Regions from separate parts of the Mus musculus genome. Here regions 2, 3 and 4 are each linked to region 1. The links are chromatin contacts, called in public ChIA-PET and promoter capture Hi-C maps. All regions are on one chromosome and are shown on one strand. The core of a region is the stretch at or near the end of the contact, and the rest is flanking DNA. Distances in the headings are between cores, read along the strand shown.

The links. ChIA-PET counts read pairs in DNA pulled down with a chosen protein or histone mark. Capture Hi-C pulls out chosen DNA fragments and counts their contacts.
Region 2: an RNA polymerase II ChIA-PET map of memory CD8 T cells shows a contact between it and region 1, with 22 read pairs. The contact joins the enhancer-like site here to the promoter of Exd2 in region 1. A contact is called at or near these places in 2 of 39 promoter capture datasets (cranial neural crest and embryonic stem cells), 1 of 15 datasets of contacts at CTCF or cohesin (large pre-B cells), 1 of 484 Hi-C or Micro-C datasets (granulocyte-monocyte progenitors), 4 of 115 datasets of contacts at active chromatin or transcription factors (embryonic basal ganglia, embryonic hindbrain, memory CD8 T cells and 1 more) and 1 of 9 other capture datasets (adipose tissue).
Region 3: a contact with region 1 is called in an RNA polymerase II ChIA-PET map of memory CD8 T cells, with 14 read pairs. The contact joins the enhancer-like site here to the promoter of Exd2 in region 1. A contact is called at or near these places in 1 of 39 promoter capture datasets (macrophages), 3 of 115 datasets of contacts at active chromatin or transcription factors (effector CD8 T cells, memory CD8 T cells and microglia) and 2 of 9 other capture datasets (adipose tissue and liver).
Region 4: a contact with region 1 is called in a promoter capture Hi-C map of adipose tissue. The contact joins the promoter of Actn1 here to the promoter of Exd2 in region 1. A contact is called at or near these places in 14 of 39 promoter capture datasets (the 3T3-L1 cell line, the C10 cell line, the SN4741 cell line and 8 more), 5 of 484 Hi-C or Micro-C datasets (brain, cerebellum, embryonic stem cells and 1 more), 6 of 115 datasets of contacts at active chromatin or transcription factors (the SCID.adh cell line, craniofacial prominence, embryonic stem cells and 3 more) and 3 of 9 other capture datasets (adipose tissue, macrophages and pancreatic islet).

Annotation. Positions count from the first base shown.
Region 1 is chr12:80,461,579-80,464,387 of GRCm38.p6, forward strand. Exd2 (exonuclease 3'-5' domain containing 2) reads left to right here and starts at 1,517. Exons shown (of 9, transcript NM_133798.3): 1 at 1,517-1,702.
Region 2 is chr12:80,207,358-80,210,131 of GRCm38.p6, forward strand. It overlaps Actn1 (actinin, alpha 1), which reads right to left. Exons shown (of 21, transcript NM_134156.3): 2 at 2,002-2,116. Among named protein-coding and RNA genes, the nearest start is that of Actn1, 52 kb to the right of the region's middle. Within about 2 kb of position 1,349, at least 74 of the 459 cell types and tissues checked have an H3K27ac peak or open chromatin away from gene starts, as enhancers often do. A contact at or near this core is called in adipose tissue and memory CD8 T cells, where this site is marked.
Region 3 is chr12:80,330,201-80,333,036 of GRCm38.p6, forward strand. No RefSeq gene overlaps it. Among named protein-coding and RNA genes, the nearest start is that of Mir1843a, 60 kb to the right of the region's middle. Within about 2 kb of position 1,556, at least 71 of the 459 cell types and tissues checked have an H3K27ac peak or open chromatin away from gene starts, as enhancers often do. A contact at or near this core is called in effector CD8 T cells and memory CD8 T cells, where this site is marked.
Region 4 is chr12:80,258,751-80,261,975 of GRCm38.p6, forward strand. Actn1 (actinin, alpha 1) reads right to left here and starts at 1,613. Exons shown (of 21, transcript NM_134156.3): 1 at 1,237-1,613. The coding sequence starts at 1,341.

The DNA of each region.
Region 1 (2,809 bases), core at 267-2,766:
TTACTTTGTATAAAGTCTTAGAGTTTCTTGTCTCCTTGTCATCTTCACCTCAATCCCTTAGTGATTTCCTCCAAAACAAAGAGAATTCATATTTAACCTGTGGGTTGTTCAGTGACTTATCCCTTTGTGTGATGTGTGAGAATAGCACCATGTCTGAGAGGATTTTATAGAGTTCTAAAATTATTATGGGCATTTCCCTCAAATTTCTGTATCTTCAAAAGATGTCCTCTCACTTCTCACATTGTATGTGTGTGTGCTCAAGTGCTACTGTGGATGTTTCCAACCAGCCTCTAAGCTTCTTGAGTGGACAGAAAAAGATGAAAATTTATAAACAAAACAAAACTCCTTCCTTTTTGAGATAGCGTTTCGTGTAACCCAGGCTTACCTCAAATTTATCATTGTAGCCTGAGGTCTAGATCCCCACCACTGCATAAACGGGGTGTGGTGGCCCAAGCCTGCCTGTAATCCTAACACTTGGGAGATGGAAGCTGGAAGATCAGGAATCTAAGGTCACCTTTGCTCACATTTTGAGAGTTGAGAGCCAGATTGTGCTACACAACACCCTGCTTTAACCCCCTTAAAAAAAAAATCAATCCTGAATGAATGGTTTCATATATAGACAATATTGTGGTTGTTATGAGGATATAGGGACCAGGAGAGATGACAACAGTAAAGAGCACTGGTTGCTCTTCTGGAGGACCCAGGTTCAATTAACAGCCCCCACACAATAGCTCAACACTTTCTATAATTTTTTTTCCTTTTCTTTTCTTTCTTTCTTTTTTTTTTTTTTGGTTTTTTGAGACAGGGTTTCTCTGTGTAGCTCTGGCTGTTCTGGAACTCACTCTGTAGACCAGGCTGGCCTCGAACTCAGAAATCCACGCCGGCTCTATAAATCTTTTCCAGGGGCTCAACGCCCTCTTCTGGCATCTTCAGACATGTACGAGAGGGGAGAGGGAGAGAGGGAGAGGGAGGGAGAGAGAGGGAGATGGGGAGAGGGGAGAGAGAGAGAGAGAGAGAGAGAGAGAGAGAGAGAGAGAGAGAGAGGGAGAGAGAGAGAGAGAGAGAGAGAGAGAGAGAGAGAGAGAGAGAGAGAGAGAGAGAGAGAGAGAGAGAGAGATTAATGGCTATAATATATAACGCGAATGAAGAGCACATTCTGTAAACAGTTTCCTTATTTTCCCGCTCGAATATAAGAAAATTAATGGGGGTGGGTGGGTATGGGGGACTTTTGGTATAGCATTGGAAATGTAAATGAGCTAAATACCTAATAAAAAAATGGAAAAAAAATAAGAAAATTAATGTAGTGGAGAAACGCTACCCTGGGTAAAAGAGAAAAAATGTCCTGTGTTGCATTTGTGAGCGAAAGTTCAATAGGCTTCTTCCTTCAAAGCCAAAACCAAAAGACGAAGCGGCATCTCAGAAAACACCACTTTTCTGAAGACATTAAGTCTTCGCAATTATAACCCTCCTTCCCCATCCTTTAACCGAGAACCTGGGGAGGAAATGCTGCCCTAGCGGCTTCCGTACAAAATGGCGCGGCCCATAGGCACACACCACGGGGGTTGTATCCTCCTGGCCAGCCACTGGGCCGGAAGTGGCTACGGCTTTTATGCATCCGGGTGGGTGCGCCCAGACCGCCGCGGGGGTTCCAGCTTGTCAGCGTGGGGTGCCGCAGGTGTTCGGTCGAGGCTGGAGGCCGCAGGTAAGGGAAGCTCGGGTTGGCAAAGTCCTCTCTGGGGTTGTGTGGCAGGCAGAGGGGTTTCCAGCGCGGCTCGAGAGGGTGGTGATGCTGAAGGGACCACTTTGCGCGTGGGCGACTGTTGGGCTGCAGAGGTGCCCAGGCGTTGTTGGCACTGCCCCTCTCCCCGCCCTGAGGCGCGGCCTCTTGGCCCCTCACTCTCGGTGTGGGCGGTTGAGCCCTCAGGTTCGGGGAGGACTCGTCCCGCCATTGGTCCCCAAGCCTTCCCGGGCCGCCCCTTTCCATCCGCCCGTCTCCTCGTCAGGAGCATCCACCAACCCTTCAAGGCTTTCTGACCTCGTCAGTTAAAAAGCAGCCCCCGCCGGGGTTCCTCCGGGCTTCGGGGGACCCGCCCCACCCGGGACCTGCGGGGCCACATCGCTCGCCGCCCGTCGATTTGCTGGGCACCACCTCTGGCTTTGGCTTTTCACCTTTGGCTTTGGCTTTTTTTTTTTGGCGGGGCAGATCAAACTAGAACTTTAAATCTTATTTATTAAAAATGGACAGCTGTTCACCAAAATTCAGACAACTCAAGTATTTATAAGCTTTGGTACACGATTGGACGCAAATTCCCTTATGTAACCATTCCTTAGAAACACAGAACTGTTTTGTTTTTAGTAACTTTTTTTTCTTTTTTTCTTTTTTTTTTTTTCTTTTTTAAAGAACTGGAGTAGTGGGGAGGGGGAGGGTCTCTCGCTATGTAGCCCTTTCTGGCCTGGAACTCAGGGATCTGTTGGCCTCTGCCAAGTGCTGGGATTAAGTCAAGATTTATTTTTGTTTATGTGTGTGCGTTATTTGGAGCCGGAGTTGCAGCCGCCTGTGAGCTGCCTGGTGGGAGGGAGTGTGCTAGGAGCTGAATTTGCGTCCTCTGGAAAAGTAGCTGGTGCTGTTGAATTATTTTGTTGAAAATACATCTTTTTCTCTTCACATAATATATTCCGACTGTGGTATCCACTTCCTCCACCCCTTCCAGTTCCTCCCCACCTCCCTTCCCATCCGAATCCACTCCCTTTCTGTCTCAATTAGAAAACAAACAGGCTTCTAAGGGGTTATAATAAAATCGAACAAAAT
Region 2 (2,774 bases), core at 99-2,598, 250 kb before region 1:
TGAACATGCTGGGAATATGGAATGTCTGCTAATGAAAGCCTCAGGCAGTGGATGCAGCCAACACAAGAGAAAAACCACGAGGAAGGAAGGGCTACCCAAGACCACTGAAGCTCACATCATACCACCATACCTCCCCAGGATTGGACATGGTTGTGCCGGCTACAATCTTCACTCTTGAGTTCTGTTTTGTTTTTTGTTTTGGGGGTTTGTTTGTTTGTTTGTTTGTTTGTTTTTTGAGACAGGTTATAGCCCTGGCTATCCTGGAACTCACTTTGTAGACCAGGCTGGCCTTGAACTCAGAAATCTGCCTGCCTCTGCCTCCCGAGTGCTGGGATTAAAGACGTGCACCACCACGCCAGGCTGAGTTCTGGTCTTATTTCAGTACTATTCTCCCTTCTTATGCCCCCAGCTCTCTCATTAGTGCCACGGTATGTTAGAGGTATTTATTGCAGGGGTTCACAACTAAGGGATTGCCTTGAGTCTCAGTAGAGACTCTGGGCTTAGATTTCTGAACAATGTTGGAATTGCCAAGTCCATGGGAACTCATGGAGATAAATTGAATGCAGTCTTCTGGGGTCCAGGGGTAGAATGTTATGATTTAAAGTGACGTGTTCCGGTATCAAGTTGACAAGAGGCAGCCTGTGATGCTCAGTCTTAAGTGTTGACTTGAATGGATTAAGAGATGCCAAGATTAGTCAAGTACAAGCCTGGGTGTTCTCAGAGATAATTACATCATTAGGGATCCGACCCAATCAACAGGTTAATGCCTTGACAGATTCATAATATGATGGCATCATTAAAAGTCAGTGAAGGCAAAAGGCAGGGCTCTTGGAGGAAGAATATCACCGGGGGCGGGGGGGGGGGACCTCTCTGGCCTCTTCACACACCCGTTTCTTGGCCTCTTGCTGTCATGATGCCCACTGAGCCGCTCTACCACATCCTCCCTGCCACAACAGGCTGACGCGTGTGAAGCCACGAGCCAAAATAAATAATCCCTCCCCTTTAAAAAAAAAGCCAAAATGATTATGTTTTCCATTGTGTATATTTTGCCCTGCTCAGGTTTCACTTTAAAGGAAATATGAAAAGTTGTTTTTAAAGAACTGAATCTGTCGAAGTCACGCAAACACAGGGAACAGGATGGCATGTCATCTGGGGAGCCGTGGCAGAGGGCCTGAGGTCCGCTACCTTTTTGGGAAGAGTCGGTTGGAAACAAAGCAGGTGCCAGCTCTCAAATGATCCTAAGGGCTCTGCAAAGGAATGCGAGGCCCAGACTGGAAGCCCTCGGGGAGGCACAAAAGCCTTCCAAGCGAGGGAACAACGTGACCATATTTGGGCTGTCAGAGGATCTTAGGCCTGGGGCGGCTTCACAAAGCGGGACTTCAGGGAGGAGGAGACAGGGAGGAGACAGAACCTAAGGCCTTCCCGGCCTTCCCAAGGTTTCCTCTAGGTGGGAGTCACCAGAAGCCCACAGGACAAAAGGCTCGAAGGGGATCATGAAAGAAGGAAACAGACAGCCAAGAATGCAAACGTCAAGTTGGAAAGAAAGGTAGAGCAGAGCAGTCTGTGGTCCCAGGCTTGGTTTAAGATAAGATGAAGTGTGCAGCAAAAACAGAGGGCCAGCTACTGCTTTGAGCACCCAAGAGGACATGCACAATGCTATTATTTGGATGTGGTTTGTCCCCTAGTGGTTCAGGTCCTGGAAGCTTGGCTGGCTGCAGCATGGTGATTCTCCAAGTCATAAGACAGGGCTAAGGTCATTAGGGTAATCCCTCCAAGGAATGAGAGTAAGTGGTGTGTGCTACTTTATTAATCGTGATGATGTTTCTTAATTAGAAGTTATGATCTTAATTAATTCTCTTTTTTTTTGTATTTTTTATTATATGAGAATTTTGCTTGCATGTATGCGAATGCACCACATGTGTGCCTGGTGCCCAGGGAGGCCAGTGTGAACGTGGACAGAACCCAGAGATACCACCGGGTCCTGGGCTGGGGCCGGCTCACCTGAGATGACCTCCAGGAGCAGCATGAGCTTCAGGCCATCTCGGAAGTCCTCTTCGATGTTCTCGATCTGTGTCCCCGCTTTGCGCAGGTGGGAGTTGCACCAGGCTGTGAACGTCTAATACAAAGGGAAGACAGGCAGATGGTCAGTCTCCTCATGGGCCACCGTAGTCTCTGAGGCACGCACCCCAGGCCTCAGTGGCTTCCAGGGTCCTCGCCCCACACTTTCTTAACAGTTGTTCTACGAAAGGCCTTCAACAGGCTTGGGCCATCCTCAGCGTATAAGCCACGTGAAGGGACCAGGGAAGGTGGCCACCCACTCAGCAGAATCCATAGTCACTCTTAGTGTGGTTGTTCCATATGGTCACATTAACTTATCCTCTGCCCTTAGTATATATGTCTGCCCCATCGTCCTGCCAGGTCCAGGTGTTTACTCAGCATCTGCATCCAGGACGGCTCCAGGGCAGCTACTCACAGGTGCTCAGTCTACCCTGGCAGATACTTCAACGGGGCCTGCACTTTCCCAGCTGCAGATATTCTCATGGATCCTGAACAGCAGTGAAGCAGCCAGCACTCCAATTTTCTTAGGGTCCCCAAAGCCATTGTCACCCCCAGTCATCAGGAAGTAATCTAGAGAACAGGACAACCTCACTCCTGCCCCACCGTTACCCCCTCCTAGCTACTCATTTTTAATTAAATAAGAAAGGAGGAATGTTGGCTTACAGGAACTTCCGCTAGGCTCCTCCCAGGAACCTAGCAAGCTTATGTCATTGGCT
Region 3 (2,836 bases), core at 306-2,805, 130 kb before region 1:
TAATGCTCCTCTCTGGTCTGGCTATTCTCTGTGCTAAGATTGTATTGAGCCAGTTAAGCACATGACCAGCCAGTTAAGCTGGCTGTATGGAGTTTGCCGTTATCCTCTAGAGCCTAGATCTTCTAGATTTTGAAGGTGGGAACTCTAGAACCTGAGGAGAGTGGAGACCTGATTCCTTCCTGTCTGCCAAGGCCTGTCCCAACCCTGCAGGAGACTACATGATCTACGACTGCATTAATGGTTGTAAGGGCCAATTTCAACTAGAACAGATGAGCTAGTAATCCAAAACAAAAATATAGCTTGGTTGTCTTTTTTTTTTTTTTTTCCTCTCTCCTAAGACAGGGTTTTTCTGTGTAATCCTTGCTGTCCTGGAACTTACTCTGTAGACCAGGCTGGCCTCAAACTCAGAGATCTGCCTACCTCTGCCTCCTTCCTTCCTTCCCTCCTTTCTTTCTGAAGGTGCTGAGAGTACAGATGTGTACCTCCCTTGGCTTTGTAAACCTGACCTCCCAGCCATTTCAGTCTTTAGGGTAAGTCTGACTCTTGCATAGGAGATCCTAGAGTCACACTTGCCATGTCGTACCAGCATCAGCCCAGCCTACCCTTCCTTCATTCCAAGTGGAATCCAAGAACTTACTTTTCTCACCCGGAGGAGGAGAGGTTAAAAGTGCAGTGTTTAGCAGGTCCATACAGTCCCCTCAGGAGTAACTTATCTCCCAGTCTTAGGAAGTGTTTGCCTACTGGACTTGAAACCAGGGGGCAGGGGCGGCGGGTGGTGGGGGATCAGTAGACATAGCTGCTGACTGGACTATCTCCATAGGTCTCTCCGTGGGATCTTCAAGCTGGGGGAACCGTGATCCAGGCACTGACTGACCTTTGTGCCAGCCAACTCTTTCCTGACAGATGTGTGGAATAAGACAGAGCTGAGGCCAGCGTCCACCTTTTGTGCTGATCCATCTCTCTCAGTGGGTTTAATCCCCAGCGCCACAACCCCCCACCCCCCAAACCGTAAAGGACATGAGCTGCACACTGCTCATTCCGGCTCATTTGAGAAGACTCAGTGTTCCAGAGCAGAGTAAAGCTTGGGCTTGCACCTAGGAAGACTCCTTTCCTCACCAGGCCTTGCTCCTTAAGAAAGAAAGAGAGAGAGAGAGAGAGAGAGGGAGGGAGAGAGAGAGAGAGGGAGGGAGGGAGGGAGGGAGGAAGGAAGGAAGGAAGGAAGGAAGGAAGGAAGGAAGGAAGGAAGGAAGGAAGGAAGGAAGGAAGGAAGGAAGGGACAGGGTCATTCTATGTAGCCCTGGCTATCCAGAGAGTTGATGTGTAGGCCAGATCAGAATTCTGCCTGCCTCTTGCCTCCAAGTGGCTGGGATTAAAGGCATGTGTCACTGCATGCAGCCATCAGGTCCTTTCTTGAACTTGAAGGGTCTTTTAGTCTCAAGCCCAGGCATGGGCTTGTAAACGGAAGCAATCAGGTTCCTATTCTCTAGTTCCTTGTATTTCCCCATGTCCTGCCCCTCCCCCTCAGCATGTTGATGACTTTTCTCTTACAGCCAACCAGAGCTGAGAATGTGGTCAGAGGTGCAAGCTCTTGGGTGTAGGGGGAGGGTGTCCCAAACTCAAGTCACTCTTTTCTTTTGTCAAAGCCTCCACCTGACACAAGCTGCCTCCGTGTGACCATTTGCAATCCCTTACTATTGCTGTACATTGTGATCCAGCCCCAGTCACACTTGATAAGAGTGAGGCCATAAGGAAATCATGCAGGAAGCCAGGCCCCAGAGACCACATTCAGGAAGCAGTGAGATCAGTTGGGAGCACCAGCCTTAGTGATCAGCAACTGAAACTCCACCTTTGAAATGGGACAGAAGAGGCTGGTGAGGGCTCTCCCCCTCTCTTGTAGGGTCAGCTCTTAAGGTCCCGCCTGCTTGGTGCTTTGTCTGCTGTATGACACTGTGTTCTGACCTCTCTTCAGGCAGATGTGCTTTACTGGAAACCATTTCACCTTTAAGTGTAATTCCATTGCCTCTTTTCCACCAGTAATGCAAACCGCTCACCTCTCACATTTCTCTGCCCTAAGAACCGCGGCCATGCTCCCACATCACTAATTCAGCTCCTTTACCACTGCAGGCAGCAGATGTGAGCTTTCCTTCCTTGATCTATTGATCTATCAGACTTCCTTGCTGGTTTTTATGGTTTAGCCTTTTTGGATGAGATACTAAGATATTCTCTCTTCTCTTCTTTCTCTTCTCTCCTCTCCCCTCCCCTTCTCTCTCCTCCCTCCCTCCCTTTCTCTCTCTCTCTCTCCTTCTCTCTCTCTCTCTCTCTCTCACACACACACACACACACACACACACACACACCCCTCTCAATCAACCCTGCATAGAAAACTGGTTAACTCTTCTTTGGCACATGCAGCGGTTTTCCATGGCTCCCTCCTTCCCAGGTTCTTAGGGATGGCCCAGCACCAGGTCTAAGAACTTGACCTCAGAAGCCCAGAGAGCTTTGGTGTCTCACTTCTTAAGGTCTAGGTCTTTTTCTAGTATTATTATATTAAAATTTTAGTTTAATAACATTTGCCACCCCTTATCTCAACCTTTATAAGCTTGTTGTGAGCAAGGATCTATGAGATCTCTATCAGCCATGTCTGGCTTTTAAGCTTCCAGCTCTTAGGGGTGGCACTACAAAGGGTCAAAGGTCTAAGAGGTCTCCCCAAAGGCTCCAAAGCAAGCTTTGCAATGTCTATGGTAATGGGGAGATCTACTCTCTTCCAGTGCTTGTAGGCTGAGACTTGCTGTCAAACAGTATTCTTTCTCTGGAGGACCTTGACTATCCATATTTC
Region 4 (3,225 bases), core at 363-2,862, 200 kb before region 1:
TGGGGGAAAAAAAAAACCTTCAGCCGGCTCACTAAACTCCCCCCCTTTTAAGTTTAAAAAAGGGAATGAATGTTACCATTTTTGGACATGAGCATTCTCCCTCAAGCCCAGCCCTAACCGCACTATCCAGAGGGACGCGCCATCCTGTACACCCCCCCCCCCATTCCCAGATCACGAAGTGGGGGGGGGGGGACTGAACGGGAGTTGGGTGTTGGGGGGTCAGGGTACGTGGCCGCCTAAGGAACGCGCTCTCTGCTCAGGCAGGAAGCCGTGACAGGGTTAATGTCTCCCCCTCCCCAAGCAAGAGAGGTTTCTGACCTCTTCCTGCCTATAGCCATTACGCTCCGGACCCATCGCCAATTTCTCAGCTCAGACGGGGCAGCATATCCCGAACCTTGCTGATGGCGACTAGGATACAGGGCCGTGGATCCTCGGAGAACAACCCCAAATATCTCCTGAGACTGTCTCTCCACCAGGAGCCCAACTAGAGCCAAGCTACTCAAACTCGCGTTTCGCCAGCAAAAGAACCGGGCAGAACACAGATGTGAGGGTTTGCAGCCACCAGTTCACTGAGTTAGCAATAAAACCGTTCACCGTCCTGACCCCGCCCCCACAAGGCCCTGAGGAGCCCGCGAACGACCCCCGATTCTCAGCTCCAGCCGCACTCCGGAACGTCCACTTCCAGGTAGATCCCGAGGAGGTCGCCAAACCCTCCGACACCGGCTCTGCCCACTGTCTGCAGACCCAGCTCGGGGCGCAGTAGTCGGGGCAGCTTGCCCCTATGGTACAGAGCCCCAGGGGCGGCCCAGGAAGCGTGCTGCCACCGCACGCCATATGGAGGCGCCAGGAAAAAGAAGGAAGGAGAAAATCGATCCCGAGTAAGCAGCCATGGAGCCTAAGTCTCAGCCCCAGCCTCTGGAGCATCGCCCCCGCGCCTTGCCCACGGGGAGACAGTTTCGGCTGCACCGGGGTGGCCCGGACCACCCGCTCTGAGGCGATTTGCCCTCCGGCGGCGCCACCTCCCCGCGCCGCGGCGAACTGTTCGCGGGCTCCAGGGCAGGGGTGCTCCGCTCTCCCGCCCGGTGCCTGTAACTCAATACCCCACCTCGCAGTGGCCGCGATGTCCCCGCCTCCGCTCTTGCGCGCCGGGAATTGGTTTCCAACCCGGAGCCCAGGAGTGCAGCGGCCAGAGCGGATCAGGGCTCAGGGCTGTAGCGGGTGGGGGTGGCTGCTAACCTTCCTCTGCTGCTTCTCCCAGGCCGGATCCAGGAGCAGGTCCCGATCCCAGTCCTCTTCAGGCTGCATGTAGTCGTTGGTCTGCTGGGAATCATAATGGTCCATGATGGTGCGTGCGTGCTAGGAGCTGGATTTCTTCCTCCACCTTCTCTCCAGGCGACGGCGGCTGCTGCCCGGGTGTGGGGAGGGTGTCGGCAGGGCTGGGCTGGGCTGGGCTGGGCCGGGCTGGGCTGGGCTGGGCTGGCGGGGCCGGGCTCGCTCCCCTGCGCCCGCTTCCGCCGCGGCTCTGTTCGCAGAGGCTGCTGCTGCCGGCGGCGGCTGGAGCTCGCGGACTGCCTTCCTGGGGCGCGCGCTCGGACCTAATCTCCACGCACACTGCTCTCAGTGAACACTCGCGCTGCGGGAGCAGAGGCGGGCGGGGGCGGGGAGAAGGGGCAGAGCCCTCCCGAGGTTCTCCATTGGCCAGGCCGAGTTGCCCAAACTTCCCCCCAGCGCCTCTCATTGGGAATTCCTGGCATCCGTCAGGCGGGTCTCTGTGCATATAGGTGGACTGGGCGGCCCCCTCCGGGCGCGCACGCCACCGCCCACTCCCTGGGTTCCCACTCCCCCGCAGCTCATGTGACACCACCTTAAGCTGAACCGGAGTGGAGCCTGGGGACGCCTCCCAGAGCTCGGGGACCAAATGGCACTGTGCTCCGGAGCCCGAGGAGTCGCTGAGGATTGGTCCCGTTCCCTGCCGGCGGGAAGGCCCAGAACTCCGGCGCACCGGTGTTCCTGCGGTCCCACGCAAGCTACAAACCCCAGCAGGGCGCGGGGAAACCCAAGGCATATTTCGTTTTCTCTTTCTCGGGGAAACTAGGTTGGGACAAGTCGGCACCCTGGAAAGGGGTTGGGAGGGCCCACAGTAGAAAGGAATTTCCTGATTCCACCACTGCTCCCGCCCCGCCCCTCGGGACCAGGCTGATCCCTGTCCTTCTAGAGCCAGATTTGTGGCTAGCTGGCATTTCTCAGCCCACTGAGTTTCCCGCCTCGCCAAGGATCCTTGGGTACTTCTCTAGGGTTCCGTGCACTGGCCCGCTGCGGACTTCTTGTGTGGCAGCTTGGCTGTCCGGCTTCCCAGGTTCCTTGGCAGGTATTCCCCGGTGGACTAACACAGCTGAAGCTACCTTCTGGAGACTAGTTTCCTCCTTCCCCACTTTTACAGCTTCCCTACCTACACTTTGCTGAAACTAGGAAGAGCCCTAAAATGGTCTACCTGTATCATAAACCTAGCAGATGCATACACCTAATAGATGGAGAAACTGAGACTCAAAGAGCAGAGCTAGACAAGAGACTTAACCAGCATGGACTCTACAGGCCCATTTTGTGTGTAACCTTGTGCCTGACAAAACCTTATTATCCTTGGAGGAGGAAGAAACAGCGCAAGACTAACTAAACTGCTTGGTGCTAGCGGTACTCCCTGGGCTCAGTAAAGGAGGGTGGAAATGTGTTGGTCCAGCACTGTTGCATTCTGGGAAGAAGCCGCCCGGATTCCTAGTGGTCTTTTGAGGGACTCTGAGTATGAAAATCAGTAACAAGGAAACCTGCAGTTGGTTTTGCATTCTGGTGTGGACAACAGATACATCCCTCTTGTACCAGTAGGGCTTAATTTATACAGGCATCCCTTAATACTCGGGACTCATTTCAGAACCACTGCAGATACCAGAATCTGCAAGAGCTTATGCCTCACATGTATAGAACAGCACAAAATTGATTGATATGTAACCTACTTACAGCCACTGTACACTTTAAATCATTCCCAAATAGAAAAGCCATGTGACTCGGGAACTGGAGAGATGGATCAGCGTTTAAGAGCACTGACTGCTCTTTCAGAGGAAAGGACCCGGGTTCAATTCCCAGCACCCACATGGCAGCTCAGTCCTATCTGTAACTCCAGTTCCAGGGCTTCTAATACTATCACACAGATGTGCATGCAGCCAAAAAGAAAAA